7 separate regions of the Mus musculus genome follow, and all the other regions are linked to region 1. Evidence: chromatin contacts called from public Hi-C, HiChIP or PLAC-seq, Micro-C and promoter capture Hi-C data. All regions are on one chromosome and are shown on one strand. Each heading gives the region's core, a stretch centred on a gene start, on an enhancer-like site or on the middle of the called end of the contact. The rest is flanking DNA. Distances are from core to core; before and after follow the strand shown. Region 1 overlaps Junos (a long non-coding RNA gene). Region 2 holds the start of Hook1 (hook microtubule tethering protein 1). Region 3 overlaps Fggy (FGGY carbohydrate kinase domain containing). Region 4 overlaps Fggy (FGGY carbohydrate kinase domain containing). Region 5 overlaps Fggy (FGGY carbohydrate kinase domain containing). Region 6 overlaps Fggy (FGGY carbohydrate kinase domain containing). Region 7 holds the start of Plaa (phospholipase A2, activating protein).

The links. Promoter capture Hi-C pulls out the DNA fragments that hold promoters and counts their contacts. A called contact is a pair of places that touch in the nucleus more often than the background predicts. HiChIP or PLAC-seq counts read pairs in DNA pulled down with a chosen protein or histone mark.
Region 2: a promoter capture Hi-C map of embryonic stem cells shows a contact between it and region 1, with 5 times the contacts expected there. The contact joins the promoter of Hook1 here to the enhancer-like site in region 1. A contact is called at or near these places in 1 of 39 promoter capture datasets (embryonic stem cells), 5 of 484 Hi-C or Micro-C datasets (B cells, CD4 T cells, CD8 T cells and 2 more), 3 of 115 datasets of contacts at active chromatin or transcription factors (embryonic midbrain, embryonic stem cells and large pre-B cells) and 1 of 9 other capture datasets (macrophages).
Region 3: a Hi-C map of liver shows a contact between it and region 1, with 1.8 times the contacts expected there. The contact joins two enhancer-like sites. A contact is called at or near these places in 4 of 484 Hi-C or Micro-C datasets (bone marrow-derived macrophages, liver, nephron progenitors and 1 more), 4 of 115 datasets of contacts at active chromatin or transcription factors (cardiomyocytes, extraembryonic endoderm stem cells, forebrain and 1 more) and 1 of 9 other capture datasets (embryonic stem cells).
Region 4: a contact with region 1 is called in an H3K27ac HiChIP or PLAC-seq map of embryonic stem cells, with 8 times the contacts expected there. The contact joins two enhancer-like sites. A contact is called at or near these places in 8 of 484 Hi-C or Micro-C datasets (adipose-derived mesenchymal stem cells, bone marrow-derived macrophages, cerebral cortex and 4 more) and 7 of 115 datasets of contacts at active chromatin or transcription factors (the NIH/3T3 cell line, bone marrow-derived macrophages, embryonic stem cells and 3 more).
Region 5: a contact with region 1 is called in a Hi-C map of bone marrow-derived macrophages, with 14 read pairs. The contact joins two enhancer-like sites. A contact is called at or near these places in 1 of 15 datasets of contacts at CTCF or cohesin (pro-B cells), 9 of 484 Hi-C or Micro-C datasets (B cells, the HPC-7 cell line, bone marrow-derived dendritic cells and 6 more), 6 of 115 datasets of contacts at active chromatin or transcription factors (acute myeloid leukemia, bone marrow-derived macrophages, craniofacial prominence and 3 more) and 1 of 9 other capture datasets (embryonic stem cells).
Region 6: a Hi-C map of bone marrow-derived macrophages shows a contact between it and region 1, with 16 read pairs. The contact joins two enhancer-like sites. A contact is called at or near these places in 3 of 484 Hi-C or Micro-C datasets (bone marrow-derived macrophages, myocytes and uterus) and 4 of 115 datasets of contacts at active chromatin or transcription factors (bone marrow-derived macrophages, embryonic stem cells, large pre-B cells and 1 more).
Region 7: a contact with region 1 is called in a Micro-C map of embryonic stem cells, with 4 times the contacts expected there. The contact joins the promoter of Plaa here to the enhancer-like site in region 1. A contact is called at or near these places in 4 of 484 Hi-C or Micro-C datasets (CD4 T cells, embryonic stem cells, erythroblasts and 1 more) and 1 of 115 datasets of contacts at active chromatin or transcription factors (extraembryonic endoderm stem cells).

What each region holds. Positions count from the first base shown.
Region 1 is chr4:95,159,803-95,163,091 of GRCm38.p6, reverse strand. It overlaps Junos (a long non-coding RNA gene), which reads right to left. Exons shown (of 5, transcript XR_867920.3): 4 at 1,637-1,901. Among named protein-coding and RNA genes, the nearest start is that of Gm12708, 32 kb to the left of the region's middle. Within about 2 kb of position 1,626, at least 294 of the 459 cell types and tissues checked have an H3K27ac peak or open chromatin away from gene starts, as enhancers often do. A contact at or near this core is called in B cells, CD8 T cells, bone marrow-derived macrophages and 10 more, where this site is marked.
Region 2 is chr4:95,965,798-95,969,026 of GRCm38.p6, reverse strand. Hook1 (hook microtubule tethering protein 1) reads right to left here and starts at 1,648. Exons shown (of 22, transcript NM_030014.2): 1 at 1,471-1,648. The coding sequence starts at 1,533. It overlaps 9530080O11Rik (RIKEN cDNA 9530080O11 gene), which reads left to right and starts at 1,372. Exons shown (of 2, transcript NR_045776.1): 1 at 1,372-1,903.
Region 3 is chr4:95,793,103-95,796,405 of GRCm38.p6, reverse strand. All of the region lies in intron 8 of Fggy (FGGY carbohydrate kinase domain containing), which reads right to left. Among named protein-coding and RNA genes, the nearest start is that of Hook1, 170 kb to the left of the region's middle. Within about 2 kb of position 1,670, at least 68 of the 459 cell types and tissues checked have an H3K27ac peak or open chromatin away from gene starts, as enhancers often do. A contact at or near this core is called in extraembryonic endoderm stem cells, liver and uterus, where this site is marked.
Region 4 is chr4:95,922,931-95,926,305 of GRCm38.p6, reverse strand. It overlaps Fggy (FGGY carbohydrate kinase domain containing), which reads right to left. Exons shown (of 16, transcript NM_001113412.1): 15 at 3,320-3,375. Among named protein-coding and RNA genes, the nearest start is that of Hook1, 43 kb to the left of the region's middle. Within about 2 kb of position 1,320, at least 21 of the 459 cell types and tissues checked have an H3K27ac peak or open chromatin away from gene starts, as enhancers often do.
Region 5 is chr4:95,844,745-95,848,053 of GRCm38.p6, reverse strand. All of the region lies in intron 13 of Fggy (FGGY carbohydrate kinase domain containing), which reads right to left. Among named protein-coding and RNA genes, the nearest start is that of Hook1, 120 kb to the left of the region's middle. Within about 2 kb of position 2,008, at least 111 of the 459 cell types and tissues checked have an H3K27ac peak or open chromatin away from gene starts, as enhancers often do. A contact at or near this core is called in B cells, bone marrow-derived macrophages, hematopoietic stem and progenitor cells and 3 more, where this site is marked.
Region 6 is chr4:95,776,257-95,779,759 of GRCm38.p6, reverse strand. All of the region lies in intron 8 of Fggy (FGGY carbohydrate kinase domain containing), which reads right to left. Among named protein-coding and RNA genes, the nearest start is that of Hook1, 190 kb to the left of the region's middle. Within about 2 kb of position 1,714, at least 31 of the 459 cell types and tissues checked have an H3K27ac peak or open chromatin away from gene starts, as enhancers often do. A contact at or near this core is called in bone marrow-derived macrophages and uterus, where this site is marked.
Region 7 is chr4:94,601,346-94,604,608 of GRCm38.p6, reverse strand. It overlaps Plaa (phospholipase A2, activating protein), which reads left to right and starts at 1,362. Exons shown (of 14, transcript NM_172695.2): 1 at 1,362-1,732. The coding sequence starts at 1,584. It also overlaps a transcript of Ift74 not described here.

The DNA of each region.
Region 1 (3,289 bases), core at 377-2,876:
TCAACCAGTAAAGCTCAGAACTAAACCTGGGAGGGGGTGGTCCTAAGACTGTAGACAGCACCGGTCAGCTGTGGAGGCCTACTGAGAGGAGGCACAGTACAAACAGAGACATGGTGGTGACAACAAGTCTGTACAGCCTGGGCTGCAGGCAGCAGAAGAGGGGTGGAGGTGGTGGGGGTGGATCAGAAAGTCTCCTGGAGCAGACAGTGGCCTTCTTCTGGCATCCAGACTTGACTAGGTTTTCTCCAGGTTGAAGAGCTTGGCGAAAGGGAGGATGGGAGGCTATGCGGGGAGGATGGGAGGCTATGCAAAGGAAAGGAGGTACCTTTGCTGAGGCAAACAGGTGTGACCCTGCTGGGGTGGGGTGTGGTCACTGGAGGAGAGAGAGCTAGGTGTGTGACACTTAGGCTAACGAGGCAGGAAGATCACGAGTTCAAGTCTGGGAGTTGGGGAGATGACTCAGCAGATTAGAGCTCTTGCTGATCTCCCAGAGGACCTATGCTCTCCTCCCAGCAACCAGCATAGGGCAGCACCTAACAGCCTCTAATTCCAGTTCCTGTCTTTTGAACTCCTTGGGCAAACACACACACACACAAGCACGCACGCACGAAGTGGGGGAGGAGCAGGAGGGGGAGAAAGAGGAAACGAAATATTTGGTTTTTTTGTTTTTTTTTTTTAAGGAGTTCAAGGCTATCCCCAGCTACTTGGTGAGTTAGAGACTATTCTAGGCTATATAAGGACAAGTCTCAAAGAAAGAGAGAAAAATTAGATACTGACCCAGAGTCTGAGATGAGCCAGTGACTTCTGGAAGCTTCAGAGTCCTCACCTGTACAGTGGACATAATGCCGGCTTTCCAAGTTTCTTTATGAAATGAGACACATGCACGACTATATCCTGACTCAGTGCTACTCTTTATATTCACCTCATAAAACTCCCTCCCTCAATAAAATTTTTTAAATGAGCATATTTTTACTTATGCTCCCAGAAGCACTAAGAATCTATCTCATGATTAGTCATACGCCATAACAATACAATTAATAATAATGTTAATTACTGCTGATTGAAGGCACTAAGTGCTTAATATGTATAATCTATAGCTAATCTAACCCTCGGAGCGTATCTAAAGATAAGTATCATTACTCCCATTTTATGGGTGAGGATAATGAGACAGAGAAGTTAGGAAATGTACACAGGTCACCCGCTGGGTAGGGATAGGTCTGGCCTTTGAGAAGAAAAAAAAAAGTGCATCTACAAAAAGGTCAGAGTAGAGTGAGGAATGCCCTGAGTTTGGAGTTCATGTTGGTCTTGGCGATCTCCCTCTGTTTCTTTCTCAGAAAGAAAGCAAACATTTTAAGTGTCCACGGAGAGAGGGGCAGCCTTACAGATGAGGAAGAAGGGTCCGAGCTCAGGCTCCCCCAGCCGCCCAGGACCGTGGCTGTCCTGCGCAGGTCCCTGCGCTGCCCCTTCCCACCGTGGGTGGCTCCCAGCGGCAGGGAATCACATTATCTGTTGGGAAGGCGTCCAACACCCTCCTCCCGCCAGCCAGTGTTTGCTCAAGGCCTAGCTCTTCAGAAACTGAAACCAGCAGCCCGAGCTGCCAGCCTGAGGACGCCCGCGGGCTCTGCCCAGGCTTTACCTTCTATGGGGAGGCCCGCGGAGGGCGGAGCGAGCCGGCGCCGCTGACGTGGCCGCCCTGCCCTCGCCCCGGGCGCCCGCCTCCTCCGCGCCGGGTGTGGGAGCGCGGGGCTGGGAGAGCGAGGTGCGCGGGCGTGGGAGCGCAGGAGCAGCCGGCGTCTGGTGCGGGAGGCTGGGGTGGCGAAGCGCGGGCGGGGCAGGCGGTGGCGGCCGGAGAGCCCGGGGCGAGCAGTGGAGGGCAGGAGAGTAGGGCGTGAGTCTTAGAGCTAGGAGAGGAGAAAGAAAATAATGTCTGGTCATTATGTTTGGCGACAGGGACCGAACCTAGTACCCAAGAAGCGCTCAGGACATGTTGACAGTGGTACTGTCCTTGCCCATCCGATAGGGGGACAGTGTGCCCTATGAGTTTATGAACTTTCTTCCTTCACAGTGTTTAGGCACAGACTGAAGGAGATCAGGCGATCCGAGAGGGTGTAAAGGATGAGAATGGATAGGGACTCAAACTTGCTGTCTCCCAACACTGATGTGATGACCTCAGAAAGCTTGAGCGGGACAGTAGCTGAATTAGAATCCAGAAGGCAAACTTAGAAAAGCACTTTGTAAACCACTGACTTAAGACAAAGGTCTCTTTCACCTTCAGAGTTCCTTCAGCTACGTCCTCTTACTAGCAAAGCAAATAAACCCACAATTTGCTTCCTAAATAATTAATCAAAACCCAGAAGTCACTCAACACATTTTCAGTAAATATTCACTGGAAATGTCTAAGTACCAGTTGTGGCCAAGTGCTATGCTGGGCACTCAGGGGGTGGCAAAGGAGACGAACAAAGGCTATGTCCTCATGCATTACCCAAACTGTTGGACACAGAAATCGAACAACTCAGATACTGACATCCAACTAACCAAAGATACAGGTGTGTCTACAGTAGACAGATAATGTTTTCAGTCAAAAGTAAATAAAGGTGTCTTTCTCTTCTGTGGCCTCATAAGTAGAGAGAGAATCTTGCCTCTGTACATGAGCTAGAGAGAGAGGGGGGAGAGAGAGAAAGAGATAGAGAGAGTATTAATTCTGTTATGGATCTAGCAAGTCCAAGTTCCTGAGATTAGCAGCATAAGGCTGCGTGGAGAAAGCCTACAGGAAGAGCCCATGGCTTGCTTCCTGTTTATGTGTCCCTCCTCACAAGAAACTCCTAACAGATGGCCCCCACTCAGTTCTCAGTGAGTGAGTGTCTAAGAGGATGACCTTTGAAACCAGGTTTCAAGAGTTGACTTCAAGGCCTGTCTTAGCAGACCTCTAACCACGGGCCAAGTACTTAACCTCTGTGTGCCTATGCTCCTATTCTGTGAAGTGTTATGGATAATACCTAGTCCACAGAATTCTAGGCATTAGAGACGGTGCTTTAAGCAGGTGGCAGGGATTCGGTGTGTGCGCAGCAGTGCTTTGGTGCTCTCTGCCTAGAGAAACCTTCCTCCCCCTTTCTCTTCTGGGAGAGTGTGTATTTATAGTCCAATGTCACCTCCTTTCTGGAACCTCCCTTGCTTTATTGGCAAGGTAATTGGATGCTTTGTCTTCTATGTTCCCATCTCTTTCATAGTACCTTAGAGGACCCTTCATGCTCCAATTAGGTTGTCTAATGTGGTGTGTTTTCCTTCTTTA
Region 2 (3,229 bases), core at 399-2,898, 810 kb before region 1:
CATCAATGAAGCGTCCTAAAAAGAATCAGAACCACCATGTCCTTCCCCATCACCAAGCTGGACAGTGTCAGGGAGAACAGTGCATCTACCGCCATGATTAGAAGCAATAACTGATTTTCAGCCATTCAATTTTCTCCAGTGTACAACAGCCTGGGAGATCACTGCAGGAGCCAATTAGCAAGAGCTAACCAACCACCCTCTCACCCTCTATTGTCTATGAATCCTTATCTGGTTCATTCTCTCTCTCTCTGTGTGTCTCTCCCTCTCTCTCTCTGTTTCTCTCTCTCTCTTTCTCTCTCTCTCTCTAGATCTTGGGGAACTTTGCCTTTCATTGTAATGATACACAACTCTGCTAGTTAAACTAATTCCTGTGAGGCCAGCACAAAGTAGGAAGTCAAAATACTGCTTTAAGAAAGGATATGGTCATAGCACTTGGAAATATTGCAGTATAGTTTAAGAAACTCTTGAACTCCATGTGACCTCATAGGGAAGTCAGTGACATCATAAAGAACCCAGTTTACCATCTCAGTCAGATGATCAGAGCACAAAATTGCAGACCTGAATACACCCTATGATTAGACATTTGTTTTTAAACAAATGGGATCATTAAAGTAATACTGCCTTCTTTCCTAACAATCTTAAATACAATATCTAAACCTAAATAGTAATTTAAATAAACATGCAGGTCTACAGTGAGCTAAACGCTTTAACCCTGAGATCCTAACTACATTCTACTTAAAACATGTTATCAAAGTCTAAAGTGCAAAAGTGACTACAAATTTCAAACACTCATAGAGATCTTCCCTATTTGTCCTTTGGATTTGCTAGTATTAGAAGATGGCCAGTCAATCTCTTGGAGGATGTAATCCTCCTGATCCAGTCTACTTACATTCCAATCAGACTCTCTTCACAATTATACAACTGAGTTGAGCCATCAGCGCTATCAACACCCAACTGTAGGGCATCAAACACTATCCTAGCACAATAAAGGCCTAGAAATCACACCTGGACGGCAGTTCTGTCATATCTAGGAAATTCCAACAGGTTAGAAACCATTTGGCTCACCGGAATACTGGGAAAAAATGAGGACTGAGGCAATCTGCGCTAAAAAAATCCTGCACATGGATCAAGCGTAAACAAAAAAAGCCAATTCTTTTTTACTTTAAAAAAAGAAAGGTATTAAGATGGGAAGGGGAGGAAGAGGGGGAAAAAATGAAAAAGAGCTCCCACATCAAAGGTAATTTGGCCATCTCTCTCAGCTGTGTCTACACCGCCATGGGTGCTGTGTGGGCCCAAAAGGACAGCAATCTGGGAACCGAGGCTGCCAGCGCCTCCTGGTCACCTGTGCGAGGCGGAGCTCTCAGAGGCTGGGACGGAAGGGTTGCGGAGGAGGTGTACGTGGCAGCCGGAGGCTCCGTGCTCCGCTCGCCCCGCAGGTGGCCTCGCTGGCAAGCGTGGAACTACACTCACCCAGATGATGAGGCTGTCACACAGCGGCAGCTCGGACTGTGGCAGCGGCTGCGGGTCCTCCATGGTCCGAGAACCTCGACGCCGCGCTCACAGCGACGGACGCGCCTCCGACCGGGCCCGCGTCAACGACCTCCGCGCCCGCCACTGGAGCTCGGCGGCCAGGCCTGGCGCCCGCGCCACTCACGCGCGAAGCCTCACGGCGCAGACGTCGCGGCGCGACCGCCCCCTCGCCCACCGCGTCTGTCCCGCGTCCCGGCACCTGAGCCGGCCCCGCCCGCCGATCGCACACCGCACGCTGAGTGACCTCTGCGAGCACCAGTCACAAAGAAGCTGGGCACCAGCGAGGCCGGCAGGGCGGGAGGAGCGGGAATAGGTCGCACAGGAGGGCTGCTGATTGGACGCGCTCCAGAGACTCTTGGCCAATCAAGGAGGGGTAAGCCCGGACCGCCAGGCGAAGCGGGTGTGGGTGGGCGGAGGTTTATGACCTGGCAGGTGCAATGAGGGCGGGGCTGGGGGTAGGAAGGAGAGCGCGCCTGCGCGAGCTAGAGTGGCCAAAGGTAGTGGAGGGCTCAGAGGCCAACCTTCCATTTCTCCTGGTTAGCACTAGTACAGACCCACTCTCAGCCTCCAGCCTCTTCTCATTCCCCACCACAGTGCTCAGGAATTGAAACCCCCAAAGCAAGAGGAACCACGTGACCAAGAAACGTGTTTCCTAAGGAAAAAACAGACCTCCATGCTGCCTAAGTCAAAGAAGCCCTCACAGAATCACAGGTTGTGGCTGATTTCATTTTAAATGGGGCAAAGGGGAAGGCCGTTTTTAGATAGCAAAATTAAATAGTGTTCAAAAAGCATAGGCTGTATCTGTGTACCCTACCTGCTCGTTTCTATGTTAAAAAATAATAATAATGATGTGTCCACTGAGGATGTTGGTGGCATGGTCCATAAAATCTGGAAAGTGGCAATCCAACATGATAAATTGTGTCATTATTGGAAGGGGCTACAATATTATTCTAACTCTTGGTTCTCACCACTTCACTCATTCATTAATCCATCAATTCATACTCTGTATTAAGAGGCAGCTGGTTCGCTTAACTCTCTGTGATTTTTATATTTAAACGTTGAGCAAAACTGTTGGACAATAAATTATAAACCCCCTGTTATAAATCAGTTTCATTTTAAAAATACAGTGAGGGCATTTTCGACGCAACCTCACAATTTTGCTAAAGTGTATTCTAGACACAATAAATACTAATGAAACTTCATGAAAACTATAGGCCTAAAGAATTGAAGAGTCGGTATTGTGACTCTCTCCCAACCCCCGCCCTCCCCCCCCCCCACCACCACCCGCGTTGCTCTCAATGTTACGGGTAGAGACCACAGCCTCTACATTTCTAAAGATATCTCTGGCTAAAATATAAGCACATATTATGAAAATAATGTAAGTTGGGAATTGTAAACTTTGCAATGTGAATTACTATAACCACACACTCTTTAAAGCACGTTTATCACTGAGACCCACAGATAAGTGACCTACTAAAATTTCAATTCTTTCCAATTTGAAAAGTTAGAAAATCACATTACTGAAAAACAGCAAAAAAAAAAAAAAAAAGACTAATTCTGACAAGTGTGAAATGAATATAAATCTAAAGCAAAAATTCAAGGGAAGTTTGGCATATTTATTGGGAAAATTTAAAGATACATTTTTATTTTTATTCCTGTGTGTCTGCAACATGTGTGCAGGTTCCCTTGAAGGCCAGAA
Region 3 (3,303 bases), core at 421-2,920, 630 kb before region 1:
TCTTGATTATATTCCTTATGCTGCAACAATTTAGACAAATTTTCCTCCTCAACTTTCTGACCCTTGGTCTCCTTGATTTCAAAGTGGAAGGGCTAATATTAATGTCTACAAGAACGGAGGACACTGGTAAATATTAAAGTTTGTTAAAGACATAGCTTATCTTTGTTCAAAACCCAAGTCAATGTTAGTTCTCCTTGAACTGAGGCCTGTAGGGTGGAACAGCAGGGGACAACATGAAAGACCACCACGAAGAGGCTCCTTTTTTAGTCAGTATTGTTAGTAACAATACTGAAAAGGAGATTAGAGCAAAACAGCATATTTTCAAAGGCTAGACTGGAAAGCCTTGTTATTAGGGCATGTGTCCAAAACCAGGATCAAATGAACTCAGAGAACTACAACACAACAGCAAAATCCAGAGGTTATCAGTTGGTATTTACTTAATGATATAGCTAGGTTTGGGGGCGGGGTGTTTATTTATTTATTTTGCTTAGAAGACTGGCAATATCGTCTGGCACAACCTCGGTATAGGCACAAGGGTATTAATCTTAGTATCAGTGTTACCATTGAACTTAGACATTTGACAAATGCTTTGATCATGTGTACTCTATATTAACTTACAAAATGCCAACTAAACCTTTGATTGCATACTACGTTATCACACAACATTTATGAGAGTCGGAAAGAGGCATGACTCTATCGATATAACTAAGCATATAAATTAAATCTAAGCTGAGCAGGTCAAAGAGCTAGAAGAGAAGTCACTTTTGTGTGCTTGTAAGAAACGCCCCACCTATTTCCCTCTCTCAACACCATTCTCCCAGCTATAAGATGACTGGAGCAGAGACACTATTCTCTCTGAGGTTTTCTAAGATTCCAAAGAGTTGACTCACTGCATCCCAGCTGGTCCAGTAGAACACTCCAGTGAGATATTTCAATAGGCTGTGCTCTCACGTGGCCTGGAGTTTATGGGATTGTGTCAGTTTGTCTCTTGGGGTGTCTCCAAGTACCTACTTATTCTGTCACCCAACTAATTTGCTGCTAAGACTATTGGAATTTTTTTTTTCAAAAAAACCTGTTAACTATAGGCTGTATTTAATAGCTACAATCTATAATCTCAGACATTAGCTGGGTAAGACTTCAGATACATACTGAGTTCAGACTACAGTTTAAAACCTGAAAAGATTGGGAGAGATGGGCTTCAAAGTTATGTATATCCAAGTCTCTATCCTCAATAAACTTAAAATCCAGCGGGAGCTGAGGGTTCAGGATGGGCTGAGCATGGGGTATACTTGTGAGTATACATGTTTATCTACCCTCAATTTCCCTGTGTGTATGTCAAATCAAACATACTGAACATAATTACAACCCGAGATGCCCAAGGCACATGTGCAGACTCCTACGACGATCAGAAATAACAGGCTGGGGTCAAAAGTCACATTCCAAGTGTTCCTGCCTCTGGTCATGTCTTCTCAAGCTAGCTGGAAGCAAGGATGCCACAGGCCCAGTTTCATGTAGGGCTAGGCGCCTATGGGCTGGATTCCCTGAATGACAAAGTCCAGATGCTTGCTCACAACTCTTTCGGGGAGAGGTGACTGGCTGAGAGCGGGGAGGTACTGCAGCTCCCTCTGTCCTTTCCCAGCCCTTCACCCTGAGGCTGGTTTGGCCTAAACCCCTGGCAGGACAGGAGGCAGGCTCCAGATGCCAACAGTCCTGGGAGGGAACAGGAGGCTTTGCTTGGACTGTCTGCTTCCAGGTTCGGATGTTTGGAGAGTGGCAGCAGACCTGTGTGGGACTGGGTATTTCCATGGTCATCTCTTCTTCCAAATGGACTAGGATATTGTCTTACCAGAGGGGGGAAAAAACACTTATACATCTATTTCTGCCAACTCCCTGATGACTACTTAAAACACACACACACACACACACACACACACACACACACACACACACACACACACGAGAGAGAGAGAGAGAGAGAGAGAGAGAGAGAGAGAGAGAGAGAGAGAGAGAGAGAGAGAGAGAGAGAGAGAGAATAAGAGCCTGGAGAAATGTTTATGAACAGAGGGAGGCTCTTGGTTTTTTACCTCTTGGTTTGCCTTGCTCGGCTGAACACTATAATGAGCTACCAGTGTGCCTGTCTCTCCCAGGAACCAGTTAAGATAAAAGTAGTTGCTATCTTCAAGGCAGTGAGCATGACAGAGCAATGTGAGCAGGGGCTTGGGAAGTAGACAAACTATTCTAGACAATTCTGCCTAGGCCATTGGCTGACCATGTGATTCTGTGTCTCTCTGAGGCTTAGTTTCCTGACCCATAAATGCGACTAATCATCAACCAGAACAAAGTCCAAGATCTGCATGGCACGGCACAGTGTGGACAAAGACACTGTGATACACTAGGCTCCTAAACAAACTGTGAAGCAGCAGGTGGTTTAATTCTACCCCTTCTTGAGATAGTGGGAAGCTTAGAGTTCTCACATGGCCGCAGGCCCGTTATTAGTCTGTCTCCTTAGGAAACCCTTCCCCCTCCCTGTGATCTCTCCTACACCTTTTATTACCTCCCTCTCCCTGGGCTCATCTACTCCAGCGAGTGCAGGGACAATGTGTGTGTCGTAGAGTGCCACATGTTTACCTCAGACTCAGACCCCACTCCTGAGTCTCTCACTAATGTGACTTGCATATCCAGATGATACATCTAAAAGAGAATCTGCTACCCTTTAGGGCTCTTCTTATTCTTGGTCTTTCTCTAGATTCCAGTCTTAACTTATTCACTTTTCATCTGCCCACAGCAGGTCATCCTGTTCTTCTGTCCACAAGCACAGTCTGTTCCCCATTGCTGCTGCCTTAGTATTATCTCCCATGTCTTGCTTGTACTATTTCATCAGCAAGTAAACTGATTTCCCTTTCTCAGTTATTTTCCTCCTCTCCTCCATCCTCTCTACCCCTACTCAGGCCAAATTCTGTATGTCCAGCAAATGACCTTTCTAAAACAAAAACTCAATTGTATTATTATTAATATTGATCCCTGACAGATGACATACTCTCTAATTTGGCTTTTCCTTATTTGTTTGACTTAATCACAAGATTATTGTTTCCTGATTCTCCTCCCTATCAAGTCTTTCACAGACTAAGCCCTAGATTTATTGAAAAATTGAAATTCCCCAAAGTGAGCCATTTTCTTTTTCATCTCTGCTTCTTCATAATTTCCCCTCAGACAAAAAAAAAAGTTATATATCCTCCTGAGATTTGGCTCAAAAACTTTGGAGATGGCTCAGAGCTTAGGAACAATTCCTTCTCCTTTGAAGGA
Region 4 (3,375 bases), core at 71-2,570, 760 kb before region 1:
GAGCACTTTAATCCCCTTTGTGATTTCCACATATCAGTGACTTTGGCAGACAGCCTTATCCAGGTGTTTGGCTTATCCAACGGTTTATCTAGGGTAAACTCTGTAGAAACGAGACCAACATCTCCCTGCACCTGGCTCTACCCTCAGTGTCTGGTAGTGACCCTGCTAACCAGCCTTCTCCATCAGACTCTTTAGGTGAGACCTGTTAGAACCACTCTTGGCTGTAAGACTGGGTCTGCTTAGGCATCACCATGCCACAAGGATAGCAATAGTACGGAGCATCATAACTTTTAAAACTCTGTCTTTACTCTCTTTAATGGGGTGGATGAATCCAATTCAACATTATTTGGTAGACTCTGGAATGTTCTGACAATGACCCTTATAAGGGATGTTAACCATTGTGAATTGGGATGGGGAATAAGAGTATGAGAAAATCTGGGAGTGCACAGAAATTTGTGCTTGTTCCATATTTCAACCTTAAGCATTCTAGAAGAGTGATGTCGGAACTGTGATGGGGCCAAACCATGGCTGAGAAGGGGATTTGAGGCCAGGACTTGAATTACACAACCCATGCCTACAAAACCCATCTATGCATAAATTTCCTCACCTGCAAATCGAGATAGTTACAGGATATACTGCAGAAATGTTGTGAGGATTAAGCAATATGTGAAATGAATGAGAACAATGACTGATTCAAATAAATAATGTAAGTATGAGTTATTGCTTTGAAATAATCCATATTCTACTATTATACTCAATCTACGATTGTGAGATGCTGCTAAACCCCGCTCCAAAGAATTCAATTCTCAGTCAGAGAATGGCTTTTAGAAATATTTTCTGCTTCTAATGATATTCTATGACAATACAAGGCGGTGCAATTCTTCTGTGGGGTGAGATGGGTTTCTAACTTTGTTATCGCAAAACTCTTAAAGGGGGCTTTGCTCAGCAGCCTCTCTCACACAGCAAGGATTTTAAGGTAACAATTCTACTGAAACTCCATTCATTGGAATACCATTTGTCTTCTTGCAAATGTCTTTTTTCACTCAACAGGAACCCACGATTCACCCTTTCCAGGTTGAATAATTGGAATCATTGTAACAATTTGCTTACTGAACTACAGTTACTTTATTAGACATTAAATTCACATACAGCCAGCCAGCTGAGTTATCTCCTAAATTCCCCTCCTCTCAAACAATTGATTGTCTGTGGCTCGGGACCAAGAAAATATAAAGTTAATGAGATTTGAAGCCAAGAGACAGGAAGAGGAAATGGGGTCTGGCTTTCTAGTTGCAATCTTTGTGCTGCCTGCAGATGGCGGCACAGCACTGTGCATTTGCTTCATGGAAACCCTGCCAGCTGCCATCAAGACACCACAGTCTTCAAAGAAAGCATGAGCTGAAGGGATCTGCAACCCTATAAGTGGGACAACAATATGAACTAACCAGTACCCCGGAGCTCGTGTCTCTAGCGGCATATGTAGCAGAAGATGGCCTAGTCGGCCATCATTGGGAAGAGAGGCCCCTTGGTCTTGCAAACTTTATGTGCCTCAGTATAGGGGAACTCCAGGGCCAAGAAGTGGGAGTGGGTGAGTAGGGGAGCAGGGCAGGGGAGGGTATAGGGGACTTTAGGAATAGCATTTGAAATGTAAATGGAGAAAATATCTAATAAAAATCTATAATTTAAATTAAAAAATAATAATTACCCCTGGCAGGGGGGTGGGGGAGAAAGCACATGGATTTTTTTTTTTTCTGAGAATGAACTTAAAAACACTTCCCTGAAAAGTCTTGAGAAGGTCACAAAAGAGATGAAGGGGAATAAACTGCTTCTCCTTTCAAACAAACGGCATAGTTCAGGCACCCTCTAGTGGACACCCTCCACAGCTTCTCCATTCACTGGGAGGGGCATCTCTGTTGCTGGGTTGAGTTTCCTATACCCATGCTGCTCCTCTGAGCTAGGCAGTCAGAGAGGGCTTCACATGCAGGGTCTTTAATAGCCTGATTCCATTTGGAGACAATAAAATGAGTCTAGACTGTCATTTTAGTAAGCATTTCAAGTTCTCAAATAATGGACCTTTGAGACATATAAGGAAAGTGACATGGTAAGACTTTAAGTTTTAACACCAAGTGCTTTCCTCCGGGACTTGCTCCTTCATCTTCAGTGATTTCATAGTGACCCTGATTGCTAATGTGGGCTGCTCCAAAAGCCTTCGATAGAGCCTCCTGACTTCTAGCCTTAGCTCTCACGAACCAATTCTGTATGACTAAACTTTCAAACTGTCCATTTGATCAGGTCTCATCACTGCTTAAAACTCTGACCCCAGGGGTCTTTGGCATGGCTCCAGGGGCTTCATGGGCTGACTTCTGCCTGCCTCACTTCCTCATCTCACCTTGTGTTCTGATTGTAGTGATCTCAGTATAAAAGCTGACCCTTTGCATAGATTATTTCCTCTACCAAGAATGTTCTTCTCTACTTTGGCCTGTTTGGAAATGACTTTTAAACATTTAAAGTCAGCGGAGACATGGTCTTCCTCTAAAATTTTCCTTTCTCCATGCATGGTCCCAGTTATTCCTTCTTCCGGTTATGTTGTTGCCTGCTGGCATTTCTATGGAAGAATTTATTCATGTTAACTTAAAATCATCTCTCTGTATAAATCTAGTAGTGCCTCATCGCTCTCTGCATCCTTCCCAGAGCTCAGTTCATGCTTTAAATATAGCAAGCACTCAATAGATAAATAAATAAATAAATATTTTTGTTGACTTGGCATTTAAACATGGGGGATTTTCTAGCCTTCAGTGCCAAGAAATATATAAAGGGTAGGAGAATGCCAGCTGGTCCTTTGATGTGAACATAAAAGATTCCCATACTTTAGCATAGAGAAAAACAGATTTCTTCCTATGATTCAGGATGAAAATATTAGTCTGAGAATTTGGAAGTTTGTATGTGACTCCAGCTCTGACCAGCTAAGCTTTGGATCTTGATAAACCAAAGTTCTCATATTGGGAGGAATTCCTTCAACCTCTAAGTCAGTGATTCCCAACTGGTGGGTTGCAACCCCTTTGGCAAACCATCTCCCCAAATATTTACTGTAATGAATTGTAATATTCATAACAGTAGCAAAATTACAGCTATGAAGTAGCAATGAAGTAATGTTGTGGTTGGGGGTCACCACGACAGGAGGAACTGGCCGCAGCTTTAGGAAGGCTGGGAACCGCTGGTCTAAGTGAAAGAAGAGCCAGGGTTGATCCAAGGTCCATCCCAGAGCAAGAGCTGCCCCTCCTCCCATGCACTCTCAGTCTCTGGCAGCTTCATACAGACTTACTTTTTATCAGCATGTTCCGGAAACACGACTTTCCCCACTTTGCTCATCCTTGCCAT
Region 5 (3,309 bases), core at 759-3,258, 680 kb before region 1:
CAAAGGCCACAGTTCCCTTCCCTCCTCTTCTAAGGAGGCTCATTTGCTAACTTACCTAGCTCCTCCAGGTCAGGTCAGCTCCCACCCCCTTACAGACAGCCAGGAAACAGAAATCAAATAGGGACCAGGCTCACTGCACAGGTGCACTGTGTGGGCTGGTGACAGCGCACTCAGGTGGAGCTCCCATGTTTGCATTCTGTGTGAAGCCCTGGGGACATGGTGGCTGTTACTGTTAGACTCAACATGGCCAAGAACAAAGGCTCTGTATGGATGTCATGGGAGCTGGAGAGCAGAGCTTCGAGGAAGGAAAAAGACAGATACCAGGCCACAAAGAAAGGTACTGGTGGCTCAGCCAGAAATCATACTACACGCTGTGTAAATCTGTTACCACTCAGGCCTCCTATTGATAGAGAACTGGGTTTTTTTGTTTGTTTGTTTTGTTTTGTTTTGTTTTAAGACACTCTTCCAAACATTGTTCATCTTCAGCTCTTCACAATAGACCCACAACTTCACAATTTCTGAGTAGGAAGGAATGAGTCCTAGGCTGCTCCCTTAGACAGTAGAGGCCAGGGGAACCCCCTAGTAGCTCCTCATTAGCTCTCACTCTTGAATTGGCTTGCCAGAGTTTGAATTCTGGCTTCCTTGCTGACACAGCTGTGCAATATTAGACAGGTTGTTTAACCATTTCTTACCTCTGTTTTCTCATTTGCAAAGTGCCCTCTGGTTAAAACTGAACTAAGCTCCTATCTTGGGCTGGGTCCCTCCAGTTCCTCATCCCTAAGCCTAGGGAATAGAAATAGGTTAGCAGCTATGGGGGTCTTCCTGGCTGCCTAGGTTTTCCTTACCTCTGTAAATAAACCCTTTATTCAAGTTGGCCAAGTTTAAGTAAGCTTACCTTTCCTGCCTGGCCTGTCACCTCTGATCTCCGGGTCTCTATTATATTCTTCTGCACACTGGTCAGAAGACAATGGAAACTTTGCTGTTTGGTAATGGACTTCTTGGAGACATCTTGTTCTTTGTATCCTCAAGCCAAGTACTTGACAGCCTGTGTACCCAGGGGGTGCTTGTGAGTGTTGGCGGGAGGAGGGGTGTTGGGGGGTAAAGAACTAAAAGTCAGAATAGTGAGACAGGAAGAAGGAAACCCTAGAGAAACTGCCAGCCCTAAAAAAGCACAATTTACAAGACTGAACATTTAGTCCCAAGTCTGCAGGACGGTTACAGTTACTTGGTACACGCATGCAGACTGTTTTTGGAAATCACAGTTAAGTCCATGGCCAGGGTACAGGAAGTGCCTCTGGTGCCCAAGTCATTTCCCAAGGTGGTACAGCCCATATTTCCTGCCTTAATAAAGCCTGCTTTTCCTAACCTGGCCAAAATTGCTTATAAAATCTTAAACTCTTTTTCTCCACCATGCCTTCTCCTTTTGGGGCATAGGGCTGCCTGGAGGGAGGAAGTGAAGCAACAGGCTAGGATCACTCCCTATGAGCTCCAAGAACCTAGAACTCAATTCCCCAGAGTGGTCTACATGAGGTAGACAACAACGTTGTGGTTTTTTTCAGAAGAGGGACCCCAGGCTCTCACAAGTAAAGTGACTTCCTCTACGTCAGACAGCTGGCCTGCTGATCTTTCCACTACTCGGCTCTGCAATTTTTCATGCGGATGTCTGAGGATTTCATACTATGCTGTGTTTTGCTCTACATTGTTCTGGACAGGGAAAGCAGCGCAATTGTAGTGCTTAAAGGTACCAGGGCCTCACCTTTCCCCAGGCTTCTTTACAGAACAGACTCAAGTGCATTCCTTTCTCTGAGCCCTGGGTAAAGGCAGGAAGAGGGAGGCTTTGCCTGGAATGTCAGCTATTTTATCGGATGCATTAATGAGTTTAGCAGAAGCCAAAGCATTTGAAGGCAGATGCACTGTGCCATCCTTTGTCAGTCATGAGTAGAGGAATTTCAGGCCAAGAAAAGGTCTCTTTGTCCACAACTGTAACTAGCCAGTAGTTAGAGACAAAGGGTCCAATTTCTGCCTGAACCCAAACAGCCACTAACAGCCTTCCATTCAGCAGCCCAGAGAACAACAGTTCCCAATGCAGAGCTTGCAGCAAAGTGGCATTCCCTGGCTTTTTTGACGCTCAGGGACACATGACTAGAGGATGGCCCATTTTCACAAAACCCTGAGCTGTCGTGCCTGCCCAGGCTGTTCCCAGGTCACCTCTGGCTACCCTGCTCAAGGGTCCTCTTTTCCCCATTCCCTGTACTGAAGCTGGCTTTTAACCTGCTTCCATCCAGGTGGGATGTGGCTTTGGGTAACTAAAAGCTAAGAAGTGGGGAATCACAGAGCAGACTTCAGGCCTGTGTCTTAGCTGAGCCATCCAGCTGATCTTACTTTCATTTCTGTCTACTCCACTCTTTGTGGTCCACTTCTGCAGGTTTACAAACCTTGGAACAGGGCTGGCATCATCGGAGAGCAATAAAGGAAAGGTCCAGAAACCTGGCTCAATGGCCCAATCCCAATCCCAATATTATGTGGCTGCCTGATTTAGGGAAGCCAATTGAATGTACCTCTCCTGTCCTTCTTCCTTCTTTGTTTGACTACAATGCAGTCTACTTTCTAATTTCAGCAGTTAGGGAGAATTAATGATTGCAGTATGATTCCTACCAACAGACTAGGCACTTGGCTGAGGGGGGCAAAGTCCATGCTTCCCCACATCCTAATCGATCTTTAACACAACATGCTTTTCTAGGTGAGCCCCCAAATTGTGCCTTGGTCTACTTCTCTGTAAGATATGAATAGGTATTCTAGTTAGTTCCTTATTTAGTACCTTATATGCAGGGAATGAGCCTATCACTTGGATAAAGGCCCCGTATCTGCATGGCCTGGAGCAGGAATGATCTCATGAGTCAGTCTGAGCTCAGACACCAACCTACTCGCTATGGAAGAAACACAATGGGTGGGTTCATACGGAATGGAGCCCAGGGTAAGGTGGGCTCATGACAGACATCTATGCCCCCCGCCAACTACCACCACAAGGGGAGCCTTATCCTGTGCTTATACCTGGTGTCTGGGTACCGAGCAATGGGTACAGGAGGGCGCAACAGTCTCCAGGAGACACTTGGGGAGAAGATACTAGAATGTTGAAGGTACTAGCACAGGGAGACTTGAAGCTAGGTCAGGGTTTATTTATACCCCTGCAAGGTGTCCTCCCAGAGAGCTTTTCCTGGAGCTCTGGACTCTTCCCAGATGCCAGTTTGCCACTGTCCCCTACTCCCTATGCCCATCACAAAGATGCTAAACGCATGACTTTACGACCAG
Region 6 (3,503 bases), core at 465-2,964, 620 kb before region 1:
CTGCTAATATCCCTTACTTGCCCTCCTAGCATCCACTCAGGTATCTCTTTTCAATATGTGCAGCAAACTGCAGCTACTTACATGTGTGGTAAACCCAGCCATCATCCACTATGATTAAAGGCTGATCGCAAGCCTTAACAGGATGCTCACAGTCCCAGTTCATTCTCTTCCACTGCTTCTCCAGCTTGCTCATTTCAGCCTTCCCTCCAGCCCTACGCCAATGCTATCAATATTCTAGACATCTACTGTTGCACTCTTTTTTTCTCTCCATTGCTGGCTAGTGCCAAATACACACTCTTCCCCATCACGACTGAACTATGCTTAGTCAGTTATTCAGTCCACCAATTGAAGCACCCCTTCCTTATTAAAGCCTTCTCCATAGTACCCCAAACAAGGTATACCACTGTATGCCATATGGTGGGTCCTTTCATGGTGGTTCCAGCACACATATCACTCTTAGAAGAGGAGATTAAAAATTACAGAACATCTTAAAAAATACTAAGTGCTTATGTGTCCTTCATCAACAAATGGCAGTTCCTCTAGACCACTTCTGAAAGCAGTTATGTTCTACACAGCCAAAACCTTCAACAAATAGAATTCACTAAGGTTTTAAGATCTGTGGCAATTATCCTTTTGTCTTCCTAGGTTCAGCCCAAATTCCTAAGTTTCATCATTTGTTTTTACTTCTTTTAGAATTTCCATGGATGCAATATTTTTGTGCCTACTTCTCTCATTTCTTCTTTGTGTTACTTTATAATTGTTGCACTTATCCACTATATGTAGATGCAGTCTATTCATTAAACATGTAAGTCAGCATATGAATATGATAGTTTAGCAATATGTTCTACTAATGGAAATCCAAACAGGGGATAGTATGATATATGATGTATTAAAAAGGCTCTGTGTATATTGTTTCACAGTGCGGGAGTTTCCCCAAGATTTTATCTAGGAATGAAATTGGTAGAGTGTTGAGCATATGCATACTTAAATGTACTTTGACATGATTATGCAATTTACGCTTCCTCCCCATCTCTTCCTCTGGACTATAACTGACTCAAGGGCTACTTCTACTCTTCGTTATGCCCCATGCCTGGCTTGCAGTCGGTGTTGAACAAGGAAGGTACTTTGGAGCTAAGGCACTCTATATTGAACATAGGTCTGCCAACCTAATAACAAAACCTATGGGTTTTTGTTCTACCACATTTTCCTTATCTACAAAAACTTTATGATCAGTTGTACGGTATTACTTACTTCCCAGTGTAATAGGACTGATCAAATGTAGATCGAGGTAACAACACAAGAAGGTATGGGAATTGTTACCACTGTTTCTCCACTTTGCACCTGGACCAGAGGCCCCAGGATGGGACATGTGAGAGAGGCTTGTCAACAGGAAATGTCCCGTGCATTTATATGGATTAATATAACTTTGTGGAGGGAAGTAGGGTTTCAAATATCACTGCAAAAAGAACAAGGGAGACCAATTAATGGTTCTGAGTCCACACTGCACCTGTGTCCCCAAACTGTTCACTAACACAAATGAAGCTTGCTGATCAAAACAAGCATTTTTAAGTGCTTTTTATCCTGTGGCATGGTTTAACTGTGCTCAAGCTCAAAGCAGAGCTGTGCAAAAGCTGGATTAACAACTGTGCTCCACTCTGCACTGTGGATTCAAAAGTAAAGGCCAGCTTCTTATTTACATGGAAAGATCTTAGGCTTTTGTGGTTTCCTGTTGTGCCCTGGTGCATCTGCACTTTGGTTTCTGGGTTTGTCTTTAGAGCGATACAAACAGTCTCTCTCACTATTCAAGAGAACATAAAAATTCCACAGTCTCTAATTGCTAGCAGATTTTACCAGATCCTCTGTCATGGCTCCTCAGAACAGCTGGACCTAAGCCTTCCAAAGGACATCTTCGAAAGGATAGTGATTTGAGAGATTCCTGTAGTGTGCCCAACACCAACCAGGGACGGGCTCTTCAGCTTGATGCTATTCGTATTTTATTAATATTTATTCATTTACTTCACTCTTAGAACCATTTATCATACATTTAGGCTCTCGTTTATATAAAATATCCTTTGCTAGGGACGGAGAAAAATAGTTGTGGAAAGATTCGGTTGTCCTCTTATGACATTTGTTGCAGGCATTTTTGAATCCCCCATTACAGCCTTTGTAGACACTACAATTATAGACCCTGTGGCTCATGGCATGGCTCCCTAGCAGAGCACATGCTTACCATACACAAAGCCCTGGGTATTAGCCTGGCACTAATAAGTAAATAAATGAAATAAAGTAAAATGAAGTGAGAGATACTTATCTACTGCTTTCCATAAGACCTTACTAAATCAGCCCTCATGGTTGGGGCTGGAGTTTCTCAGGTCTGATATGTGCCTATTAGCTGAGCTGCACTGGCTTACGGCTCAATGGAAAACATAGAGAGGGAAACAACTAATGACATGTAACCTGGAGTCCTTCCTGTAGCAAACCAGACTCTGATCAGCTATAGAACCCTTGAAATCTGAGCTAACAATGATGGAGCAACAGAGGATGCCATGAAAACAGCTTAGGGGTTGTGTAGATGGGCACCCAAGCTGTTACCCTTTCGCTTATTAGCCGTGGTACATGGAGTAAAGCCCTCAGTTCCTTTGTGAAAGAAGAAAGGAATAAAAGAAAAGAAAACATCACCTGTTCTTACTGTTGTACTGCCTCTGGGCACTGAATTCCTTAAATACTTCCTACACTGAAAAGCATTGAGAAAAAAAAATTCTTTTTTTCATTCTTATTTTATTTCTTTCTAAGAAGAAACCCCATAAACAAGAAAAACTAAACAGCCACCAAGAACAAGTCCTCTGTCCATCACTGGGGCTTTGCTCACGGGGTCTGCTTTCTCTCTATGGTTGTGTGGTTCCTCTCAGGGTCTGGCAGACTTTTAAGAGCATGCCCCACAGCTCAAACTGGTCCCAGGGACATTCATAAGATATTCATCAAGAAGAAGAGTATCTTTCAAAGAATATATAAAAAAGTCTCTATGATGTCACTTCCATCATATATTACACAGGGAAATGTAATCTATTTAGTACTTTATGGGAACCCCATCTTAAGACTTTTAAGTTCTATTTATTTTGAATATATTAGCACTAAACTTTATTCTGATGAAAAAATATGGCATCTGCATCTTTATTATAGAGCTGTGAATGTTTTGTCCATTAAGGGACTTTAATACGTTGTTATAATTAGAAATTCTATATACAGACTACCTAGGGAAAAACGATACACTCAGTGTATTGGTATTTGTACCCAATACATCCTAGCTGTCATTATTCTTAAACATAAATGTATATCTCATCTTTGACCTATTGTCCAACACATTCCTATTCTTTACAAATCATACACCGTGCCCCCAAGTCTTTAACACTAGCCTATGGGAGACAGATAATATAAGACCTCTGTGAGTTTGATGCTAGCCTGGTCTACACACTGAGTTCCAGGTTAACTATAGAGTGAGAACC
Region 7 (3,263 bases), core at 113-2,612, 560 kb after region 1:
ATAGCACTAGTTTTTGTTTGTTTTAGGAATCTAGAAACAACAACTTCAAACATGGTATGTTCAGAGAAAGATGGCAAATTCAATATGGCTGAGGCAGACACACACCTAAGGGAAAAGACCTTAGCAAAATAAATTAGGGAAATGGGGAAGGCCTTATACAACAGTGTATTCTCAAGAACGAAAAGCTGTTGGGGCTGGAGAGATTACTCAGTGGTTAAGAGCACTGGCTGCTCTTCCAGAGGTCCTGAATTCAATTTCCAGAAACCACATGGTGGTTCACAACCATCTGGAATGGGCACCCGATGCCACTTTCTGGTGTGTCTGAAGGCAGCGACAGTATACCTACATTCATGAAATAAATCGACATAAAAAAATAAATAACGAAAAGCTATTGGGGTTACCGAACAAAGTGGAATAATACATTTCAGAGCTAAAGTCAAGAGAAACACACACACACACAGAGGAATAGTGATTTCAAGCCTAGAATGAAAGTTTTAAGAAGAGTGAAGAAAAACACACAAATTGGATTTGGCAACTTAACAAAGGTTTGTGGTGTGATGGATGCCGTGCTACAATACGGAAAGCTAACTTTACTACAATGTAGACTGACAATCTCAATGCAATGTAGTGAGACTCCTACCTACACCATCGGGGTTTGGCTAAAAATATATATTCTCACCTGTAATTTCAGAGTTCAGAGACTGGAGCAAGGAACCACGAGTTTTAGGCTAGCCCGAGCTACCGTAAGACCTTTTAAATAATTAAAGGCATTTTCTGCTTCACCTTAGACCTTCTGCGCCAAACCTCGGGCAAACAGTGGTCACGTTAGGGGAGAATGGGCACCCGATCATTCTGCAAAATCTGGTATTATAGGGGGTAGCTTGAGGTGAAGGCAAGTTCATTAAAAGTTCCCACTTTGGCTTCAGATTCAGTCATCTTAAATGAAAAAAAAAACAATTAACTGATGAAAATCTTGGGAGACTCTCCAGAATCAAGCAGAAAATGGGCAAACAAATCGTGGCGTAAGGCAAACAAGCAATTTTGCTCTACTACTCAGAGTAGTCAAACGAGCACCTAGATTTAAAACATCCGGATTCAGCGCGCCGGCGAGTCACTCGGGACGCTCGGCATTGTGGGATTTGTAGTTCCGATTTACCCTCCTCCAACTACTACAGATTTTCGGTTGTTCTCTGAAATGGACCGGGTTCCGACCGGACCCAGACCTCCGGCGCCTACGCAGAATTTCCTGATCTCACCGTCCCTTCTTCGGCCGGCGATCCAGGGCGCAGAAGGATAGAGGGCCCGGTCCGTGATGCTCAGCAGCCCGACGCACACACTCTGCGTCACCGCGGGCCGCGGCGGATGATGAATTCCGGCGTGTGTGTTAGGGTTGCTGTGTCACTCAGGCGGCTCGGCGCGCCCCTTCCCCCGCGGTCCTTCCGCACCGGCTGACTGGCTCTTCCGGTCTCCGGCGCCCCTCTCCTGCAGGCGGGTCTCGGGCCGCAGCCTGGCGCACGCCGGCTCGGGCCTGTGGACGAGTCTCGCGCTGTGCCCGGGGGCCGGGCTCCGGATCCACGCTGGCCATGGCGAGCGGCGCCTCCAGATACCGGCTGAGCTGCTCGCTCCCGGGCCACGAACTGGACGTGAGGGGCCTGGTGTGCTGCCTCTACCCGCCGGGAGCCTTTGTGTCTGTGTCCCGGGATCGGACCACCCGCCTCTGGGCTCCAGACAGGTGAGCGCTGCTAGTCCCGCCGCCCGCGGGTGGACCACAGGCTTGCAGACACGTGGGAGGAGTGACCCTCCTTCCCTGCCCTGAATCTCTCCCTCTTCCTGGTGTCCGCGCTGCTCCTGCCTCCCTGCCGAGTCCCGAGCTTTGGCTTTTCGGGCGCTGTCTGTGAAACCGACAAGATTTCGGGGGAATGAGTATGGATAGGATTGGAGGACCTGGCTGGCTGTCCTAACTTGACCACTAACGGGCGACTTGACCTTGGACGAGCATCTTAAAACACCTTAAGGGCCTTCAGCTTTGGCAGATAACCCCTTAGGTTTCTTTTAGTCTTTAGTATTTATTGCTGCTTGCGCCCTCCCAGTTTCGGCTCGATGAAAACTTCTGGCTTGCCCCTCGGGCTCCGATCTTAGGAGTTGCTCTGTAGTCATCCCTCAGATTTAAATTTTTGAAGACTATAATTCTCAGTAATTGCTTTACAGAGAATTACACATGGTGTCCTCTCTTGGTTGTCCAAGTTATAGTCTGTTTGGGGAGGAGAGGATGAACCTCCTCAAATGTTATCGTTGTGTAGGAATGTTCTGTTTTTTCGAGGAGGAAAAATTATCATTGCTTTGAAGTTCTGCCTTCAATTCCCCCCCACCCACCCACCCACCCACCCACACACACTCCACCACCACCAAAAATAAATAAATAAATAAAATAACCAAAAAGTTAAAATCCAGCCCAAATCAATATCAGAGGTTGCGTTTAAAGCCCTGATTAGTCGAAAATTTTATGACAGCAAACAGGCTAGTGATTTTGGGAAGGTAAATTGAATTTAGATGATGAGATACATATATATGTATTTCCTGGGGAGAAAGACATCACTGACAGGAGGACAGGTGCTCTCTGTTTACAGAACTTTATTATATTCTCTCGTGAGAATATAGAGTTAGACCGGAAAGATATTAGTAGGAACCTTTTTTTTTTCTTGGAGGTGTTTCTCCTGTGTGTGTGTTGAAGCGGATATCTCTTATTAGATTGAGTAAGCTGATCTTGAAGGGTGGACTGGGGGAACTTTAAAGTGGAAAAACTGTAGTTGGAGAGCTACGTTCCAGAGAGGCAGAAGACATAGTATGCCGTGAGTGCAGGTCCTGAAGGCTAGCAGAAGCCAGGTTGTAGTGTTTATATGGAAAAACACTTGAATTGGGGACTGGAGAGTTGTCTCAGCCGTTAAGAGCACTGACTGCTCTTCCAAAGGTCCTGAGTTCAAATCCCAGCAAACCACAAGGTGGCTCACAACCATCCGTAATGAGATCTGATGCCCTCTTCTGGGCTGTCTGAGGATAGCTACAGGGTACTTACATATAATAAATAAATAAATCTTAAAAAAAAAGAATAAAGAAAAGTCTAAAGGCAAAGCATGGAAGTAGATTTGTTTGATGGCTTTTGCAGTGCAGCCACTGGAGGATGGTAGAGTAGAGTAAGAATGTTCAAGAGCCAACCGCTGTGTTGAATTGGATATGGCCTCACATAGTCTCTTCCAACTATTCAG